Regions from separate parts of the Oryctolagus cuniculus genome. Here region 1 is linked to region 2. A link is a contact called in public Hi-C data. All regions are on one chromosome and are shown on one strand. The core of a region is the stretch at or near the end of the contact, and the rest is flanking DNA. Distances in the headings are between cores, read along the strand shown.

Region 1 (3,865 bases), core at 1,052-3,551, 92 kb after region 2:
CCCACGAAAGTCATCCACGAAGAGGCGTGGTTCAGGGTGGTAAGGAGAGGGCTGGCACCTGGCTCACTGAAGGCAAACCGGAGTGCGGCATCAGGGCGCCAGTGTCTAGAAAGGGGCCTGGAGTTAAATTTGGAAGACAGATACATGGCATACGCCCGCAACTCCGGGCCTCTGAGCTATTTCCAGGGCTGCGACCTTCCTCTCTTAGGTGGGATGGTGGTAATACTTTCCCATGTCGTCTCTAGGACTTTCCTGAGCTGGGTCTTCTTATCTATTCCCATCTCCTGTTTTACAGTTGAGGAGCCCGGGCCTCCAGCGGTTCAGTAATTTATCCGAAGTCTATCAGCTGGAAAAAGTTGGCAGGGAGACATAAACCCAGATGTCATCTGGTGCAGCGTGGAAGACACCACTTGGGATGCCTGCATCTCCTATCAGAGTGTCTCGTGCAAGTGCCGGCTCCATTTCTTTCTTTCTTTTTCTTTTTTAAAGATTTATTTATTTGTTTGAAAGTCAGAGTTACACAGAGAGAGGAGAGGCAAAGAGAGAGGTCTTCTATCTGACGGTTCACTCCCCAATTGGCTGCAACGGCCGGAGCTGCGCTGATCCGAAGCCAGGAGCCAGGAGCTTCTTCTGGGTCTCCCACGCAGGTGCAGGGGCACAAGGACTTGGGCCATCTTCTACTGCTTTCCCAGGTCTTAGCAGAGAGCTGGATCAGAAGTGGAGCAGCTGGGACTAGAACTGGCGCCCATATGGGATGGCCTGGCTTCAGGCCAGGGCGTTAACCCGCTGCGCCACAGCACTGAAGTGCCGGCTCCATTTCTGACCCAGCAGCCTGCTCACGTGCACGCTGGGAGGAAGCAGGTGATGGCTCAAGTAACTTGGGTCCTTGACACCCATGTGAGAGACCTGGATGGAGTTCTTAGCTGGCGAGCATTTGGGGAGCGACCCAGATGATGGAAGATCCGCTCCCCCCAATTTTCAGAGCAAATGAAAATACATAAAAATTTAAAAACTGGAAATTTTCCCTTAAGAAATGGAAATGCTGTCGAACTCAAGAAACTGCCGCTGCTTCCCTGAAGGAACCTCTCCCCCACAGAGCCCAGGCAAACGCAGTGCACACTGGGTGCCACCCTCTCTTGGGTGCCAGGCTCCCAGATTCTAAAGCTCCATGGTAGGGGCTGAGACCAATCCCTGCCGGCGGGAGAAGGCAAAGTTAGGAGACGAGATCAACACCACACATCTGAGGGTTCTGCAGGATCAGGCCAAAATCTCGTGGGCCCAACGTCTCTGAGGTGGCCTTGAGATCCAGGGTCTTGGCCTTGGTCTCAATCCCAAGCTCCTCTGGCCTCGTTGCAAACAGCCAAGGGTTGCTGTTTCCCTTTGCCAGTCTCAAGGAATCACAAGCTGTCGGTCCTGGGAGAGGCTTTAGGGATGATCTAGCCTGACCCCCTGGTTTATTATAGGCTACATATTAACAGAGGCTAAGGGCAGAGCCACTGGGAAGTGTTCTGTTTGTTTCTGTGAAAGATCTCCCCACTGAACAGCCGACATATGCATGATTTCCCTGGCTGCAAGCTATGGGAGAGACTCTCACAGCCCTCGTGCATGCACACGGGGGATCTCCGTCAACCCTCGTCCTTGGTGTTTTGATCTACCTGCAGTCCCGCTTTGGCTGCGAGGGCGATATGGGTGGGGAGGGGGTGTAGACAGCAGAGCCGTGCGTTTCCCTAATGCCGAACACAGACACTGTTGCGGCTGGCCTGCGCCTCTGCTCGCCGACCTGGTACGTCAGCCTCTCTGCCATGCTGGAAGCCAGCAGCCACACATTTGTCTGCCAAGCGCCTTATGGGCCTGACCCGCTGGCAGTGGGAGCTAAGCTGATCCTTTCACCTGCTGGCTGCTTGTCTGGCACACACGGTTTGTGGAGAAGGGGCCTGCCGGGGAGGAGCTGAGTTTCCCTCCCAGAGCCCCTGCACGTGAGGGTAGTGGTGCTGTCATGCCAGGTCCGCTCTTGGATCTCATGCCCTTCCTGTCCATGTGGAACAGCAAACATCTGTGCTTGGGGCCTACCACGGGGCAGTGGGCAGAGAACAGGCAGGGAACGCCTGTGGAAAGTAGAGGCAGCTGGGCCCACTCCCCCACCCTCTGTTGGGACCCTAGAGCCACCTATGCAGCCCATCCCCTGGGCTCCTCCCATCCTTCTGCCCCCCCACCCCCTTTTTAGGACTCAAACCCCTGGTTTAGACAGCATGGTAGGTTCCCATAGCAATGGGCCTTTCAGCTGTTTCCATGGCAACCAACACCCAGACCATTTAGTTGCTAGTCAACTGACAGCTGTAAGTGAATCCTATTCAGTTTAGAAGCTGAGGGGTAGGTCAGGGATTCTCTTCCGAGATAAAGACACAACCACCCCAAACGACTCAGCTCCCCTAAACAGGTACATTCGCCGCCCCCACCCGGAGGTGCAGAGCCACTTTCTACTTTGGGGCGCATGCCACTGGTCCCACACCGCCTTCCCAACTCACAGGTTCCTCAGCTGGGCACTCCAGGCCTTCTCACGGGGTGCTCCCCACTCCCTGTGTCCTGTTCTGTCTGCTGCCCAGAGGGTCCCTGGGACTGTCACCCAGGTGCCTTCCGTGCACACGACTCCGTTCCCTTCCTAAGCACCACGGCCTGGCGCTCATAGCAGCCGATCACTGACGCACTGTGCACCTCCGGGTTACCCGGAGTGAATGGCTAACCCATTCTTCGTCAGCCTCAGCTTTGCCAAGTCGCCCTTCCTATGCCCAGGGCCACCTCGGAGAACTGTCCGTTTTATCAGCTCACTCAAGGCATAATCCAGCTGTTTCTTTCTTTTTTTTTTTTTAAATCAACTAAGATTTCAAAAGCCAACATGCAGGATTTGGAATTACTCTATGCTGTTGCTTTCTGTTAGATGAAGAGAGGACTGACCACCAGGCCTCACCCTTGACCTCGCACCCTGGGGACTTGAGGGGTTTGGCTCCCTTCATTCTGTAAGCAGGAGTGGTGCTCGTCTTCTTTTTTAATACTGCTACAGCCTGGGAGTCTGGGATTTAACTGCCTTGGAATTCATGCAAGAGAGTTGAGTCTAAGCCTCCGAGGTTTGCTCAGGGACTAGAAGAGCAGGAGACGGGCATGGGAAAGAGCACTGCTTACTTTAGAGACCTAAGACCCCATGCTCCCAAGTGTTGTAATGACTGTGAACTGTTTGTGGAGGGCGACCTTTCAAACTAATCCACCCCCGCCCAGAGCCCTAGCTGGCTCACTGCTGCAGCCGCGGAGTCTCCCGAAAGCCAGGGAATGGTCACAAGCTGTCCTGGCCGGAGGGCAGTGGAACTACTCGTCCCCTCTGCAGGTAGCCTGTGAGGCACGGGAGCATGGAATGAGGGTGGGTGGCTGTTAGCCTCAAAGCAGGTAGCCAGGAGGAATCCTGTGGGATAGGGAGATAGCAGGCACGCACACGAGAGCTGAGCTAGAATTTTCTAGGCCCTGTAGGAAGTTCCTGTGCACAGAGAATTACCCCATTTTTGGGAGGAGACATCATCACACGGGAGATTGAATTTTCTGATTGCCCAACTGTTTCTAGACAAAGAACAGAGTCTGTCTCCTAGAACAATGGCCAGCAGTCACAGAGTGTGCGTTCCACGCCAGGGGTCATTCCAAGTGTTTTACGTGCCTCATTTCATTTAATCTGCACCACCTCACTATTACTCTCCCTGGCTGACAACTAAGGGCACCCAAGTAGAAGTTCCAAGGGGTCTGAAGCCAGAAACCACAGCAGTTAACCCCTTTAGGATTCACACCTCCGGCCTGCCTGGGGGGACAGGGCGGGCTGTCCCTTAGA
Region 2 (3,903 bases), core at 1,152-3,651:
CCAGGTGCTGCTTGGGCCCTGCACCCCATGGGAGACCAGGAAAAGCACCTGGCTCCTGCCTTTGGATCAGCGCAGTGCGCCGGCCGCAGCGCGCTGGCCGCGGCGGCCATTGGAGGGTGAACCAATGGCAAAGGAAGACCTTTCTCTCTGTCTCTCTCTCTCACTGTCCACTCTGCCTGTCAAAAAAAGCTCAACATTTGTCAATGGCAGCAAATACTTGTTTTTCTTGAAGTGACAGGTTTAGCTCATTCCTTTCTGAGAGAAGACCTGCCAAACAGACACAGGTGCACAAGTGTTTGTCAGCCTTTCTTTCAAGTAAACGCGCTATTCCATGCCAAGAGCAGCTGACTCATCACCGCCCAGACAGCTGTCCAGTGAGGACGACCTCCTGCTCCTGAGTACTGCACATTCGGTCGCTCTCAATGCTGGAAAGGCGTCCTGTGGCCGGTGCTGAGGCATAGCGGGTAAAGCTGGTGCCTTCAGTGCGAGTCCCGGCTGCTCCACCTCCACTCTGATCCAGCTCTCTGCTATGGCCTGGGAAAGCAGTAGAAGATGGCCCAAGTGCTTGGGCCCCTGCCACCTGCATGGGAGACTTGGAAGAAGCTTCAGATCGGCCCAACTCCAGCAGTAATGGCCATTTGGGAAGTGAACCAGCAGATGGAAGATCTCTATCTCTCTGCCTCTCTGGAACTCTGCCTTTCAAATAAATAAATCTTAAAAAAAAAAAAAAAGACATGCATCTCGGGGTCCTGTTGTAATGAGACTCATCTTCTGCTTCACTAAGGACATTTCAAAAGAATGTTTATTTTCACATACTTGAAAGGCAGAGCAAGAGAGAAGAGAGAGGGAGAACTTCCTAGCTGATATTTCACTTCCCAAATGCCTACATCAGCCAGGAGCCCCAGACTCCATCCCGGTCTCCCACGTGGGTGGCAGGGGCCCAAGCACTCGAGAGCCCGTCACCTGCTGCCTCCCAGGATGCCTAAGCAGGTGGCTGGATCAGAGGTGGAGGAGCTGGCACTTGAACGCACCAGCCGATATGGGATGCTGGCTTTGCAAGTGGTGGTTAAACCTGCTGCACCACAATCCTACCCCTCAAGGCAATCCTTAAGCAAAACCTTTTGAAAAGTTTTTTTTTTTTTTTTTTTTTTTTTTTTTTTTTTTTTTACTACATGGTGAAGAGCATAATGACTTCTGGTACAGTGTGATATCACTGTTACTTAGTTTTACTAAACACTAAGGTGCTGGGAAAACACAAATATCTCGCTGTTAAATTACATATCGACACATAGCTTATTATGTCTTCCTATTAGGAAAATGGCTAAGTTGCAGGTTCCCTGAGGAAGCCGCAGAACACTTGAGGGCTGTGGACCACACTTTGACAGTCATGTTTTAACAAGTACAGAGCTTGTACAGCTATGCAATGCAGTGCGCGGGGTGCTAGGGCACATGTGTTACAACAGATAACACTGACCCCCTGTACCACGTTGCTATGTGCTGGGCCGTGTTCTCTTTTAAAGATTTATTTTATTTATTTGAAAGGCAGAGTTACAGAGAGACAGAGAGAGGTCTTCCATCTGCTGGTTTGCTCCCCAAATAGTGGTAAGGGCGGGGACGGGCCAGGCTGATGCCAGGAGCCTCTTCCAGGTGTCCCATATGGGTGCAGGGGTCCAAGTATTTGAACCATCTTCCGCTGCTTTTCCAGACACATGGGAAATAGAGCACCTGGGACTTGAACCGGCACATTTATGGGAATGCTGGCACTGCAGGCGGCTGCTTTACCCACTATGCCACAGTACCAGCCCCAGGCCAATGCTCTAAGGATAGGTAAAAGTGTGTGTCTCGGGGCTGGTGCGGTTGCACAATGGGTTAAAGCCCCAACCTGCAGTGCCAGCATCCCATAGGGGCACCAGGTCAGAGTCTCAGTGCTCCCAGCTTTGGATTGGCTCAGCTCCAGCTGTTGTGGCCATTTGAGGAGTGAACCCAGTGGATGGGAGACCTCTCTGTCTGTACCTCTCTCTGTAACTCTCTTTCAAATAAATAGATCTTAAAAAAAAAAAAAAAAAAGTCTCTCTCCCTCTATCTCCAGCCTTTACTTTCTCAGTCTCCGTTACACCCACAACAACGCTACAAGATGCCTTTGCTATCATTCCCATTTTCCAGGACAGGTCCCAGAAGCACAGAGCAGTTGAGTGAGTTGCCCGAGTTGGCCATGTGCGTGTGAGTCAGGACGCTGTCCTCGCTCAGCACCACTGAGAGGGTAAACAGACCCGAGGAGGCCGCTGGCCAGCATCCGCCCTGCGGCAGTGGCAGCAGGTGGAGAAAGCACAGGTGTGGGCAGGTCCCCCTTGCTGGGTGCCACGTGCGTCCCTTGTCCTGACCTCTTGTCCTCCCTGGCAGGATGGCTTCCCGGGAGCAGCTGGTGCAGCAGGTGCTGGGGGAGCTGCAGGAGGCGGTGGAGTCTGAGGGCCTGGAGGGTCTCGTCGGGGCCGCCCTCGAGGCCAAGCAAGTCCTGGCTTCCTTCACCCTCCCCAGCTGCCGGAAGGGGGCCCCGGGGCTCCAAGTGCTGGAGGTGGACTCGGTGGCCCTGAGCCTGTACCCGGAGGACGCTCCCCAGAACATGCTGCCGCTGGTGTGCAAGGGCGAGGGCAGCCTGCTGTTCGAGGCGGCCAGCATGCTGCTGTGGGGCGACGCCGGCCTCAGCCTGGAGCTGCGGGCCCGCACCGTGGTGGAGATGTTGTTGCACCGGCACTACTACCTCCAGGGCATGATCGACTCCAAGGTCATGCTGCAGGCCGTGCGCTACTCGCTGTGCTCCGAGGAGTCCCCGGAGATGACCAGCCTGCCGTCTGCCACCCTCGAGGCCATCTTCGACGCCGACGTCAAGGCCACCTGCTTCCCCAGCAGCTTCTCCAACGTGTGGCACCTGTACGCCCTGGCCTCGGTGCTGCAGCGCAACATCTACTCCATCTACCCGATGCGCAACCTCAAGATCCGGCCCTACTTTAACCGCGTCATCCGGCCACGCCGCTGCGACCACGTGCCCTCCACGCTGCACATCCTGTGGGCCGGCCAGCCCCTCACCAGCCACCTCTTCCGCCACCAGTACTTTGCCCCCGTGGTGGGGCTGGAGGAGGTGGAGGCGGAAGGGGCTCCCGGCCTGATCCCGGGGCCTCCGGCCCTGGCGCCCCTGCCACCGCCTCCGCCACCGCCGGCCAAGACCCTGGAGCTGCTCAACCGGGAGCCGGGCCTCAGCTACTCCCACCTGTGCGAGCGCTACAGCGTCACCAAGAGCACCTTCTACCGCTGGCGGCGGCAGTCGCAGGAGCACCGGCAGAAGGTGGCGGCCCGCTTCTCGGCCAAGCACTTCCTGCAGGACAGCTTGCACCGTGGGGGCGTCGTGCCGCTGCAGCAGTTTCTACAGAGGTTCCCCGAGATCTCGCGCTCCACCTACTATGCCTGGAAGCACGAGCTGCTGGGCTCCGGGCAGGCCCCGGAGAAGCCCCCGCCGCAGGAGCAGGTGGCCGAGGGGCCAGGGTGCTCCCCGCTGGCGGCGCCCAGCCCGGGCGTGGTCCTGATGCAGCGGGCCAAGATGTACCTGGAGCACTGTATCTCCCTGAATACGCTGGTGCCCTACCGCTGCTTCAAACGCAGGTTCCCCGGCATCTCGCGCTCCACCTACTACAACTGGAGGCGCAAGGCCCTCCGCAGGAACCCGGGCTTCAAGCCGGCCCCTGCCCTAGCGGCTGCGGGTGCTCCCCAGGCGGCGTCTACTGGGGAACAGGTCCAGCTCCCAGGGAGGGGTGAGGGTGGAGGAGGGGTAGAGAAAGCGAGTGGGGGTCCCGCCGTCTCCCGGGAGCTCCTGCCACCCAAGATGCCCCTGTCTCAATGGCAGAGACGCCT

The links. Hi-C and Micro-C count contacts between places; a contact is called where the count stands out from the background.
Region 1: a Hi-C map of psoas muscle shows a contact between it and region 2, with 4 times the contacts expected there. The contact joins the enhancer-like site here to the promoter of VRTN in region 2. A contact is called at or near these places in 6 of 6 Hi-C or Micro-C datasets (ear pinna, embryonic fibroblasts, liver and 3 more).

What each region holds. Positions count from the first base shown.
Region 1 is chr20:20,572,625-20,576,489 of mOryCun1.1, forward strand. No RefSeq gene overlaps it. Among named protein-coding and RNA genes, the nearest start is that of NPC2, 13 kb to the right of the region's middle. Within about 2 kb of position 2,302, at least 2 of the 8 cell types and tissues checked have an H3K27ac peak or open chromatin away from gene starts, as enhancers often do.
Region 2 is chr20:20,480,479-20,484,381 of mOryCun1.1, forward strand. It overlaps VRTN (vertebrae development associated), which reads left to right and starts at 2,402. Exons shown (of 1, transcript XM_002719650.4): 1 at 2,402-3,903. The coding sequence starts at 2,402.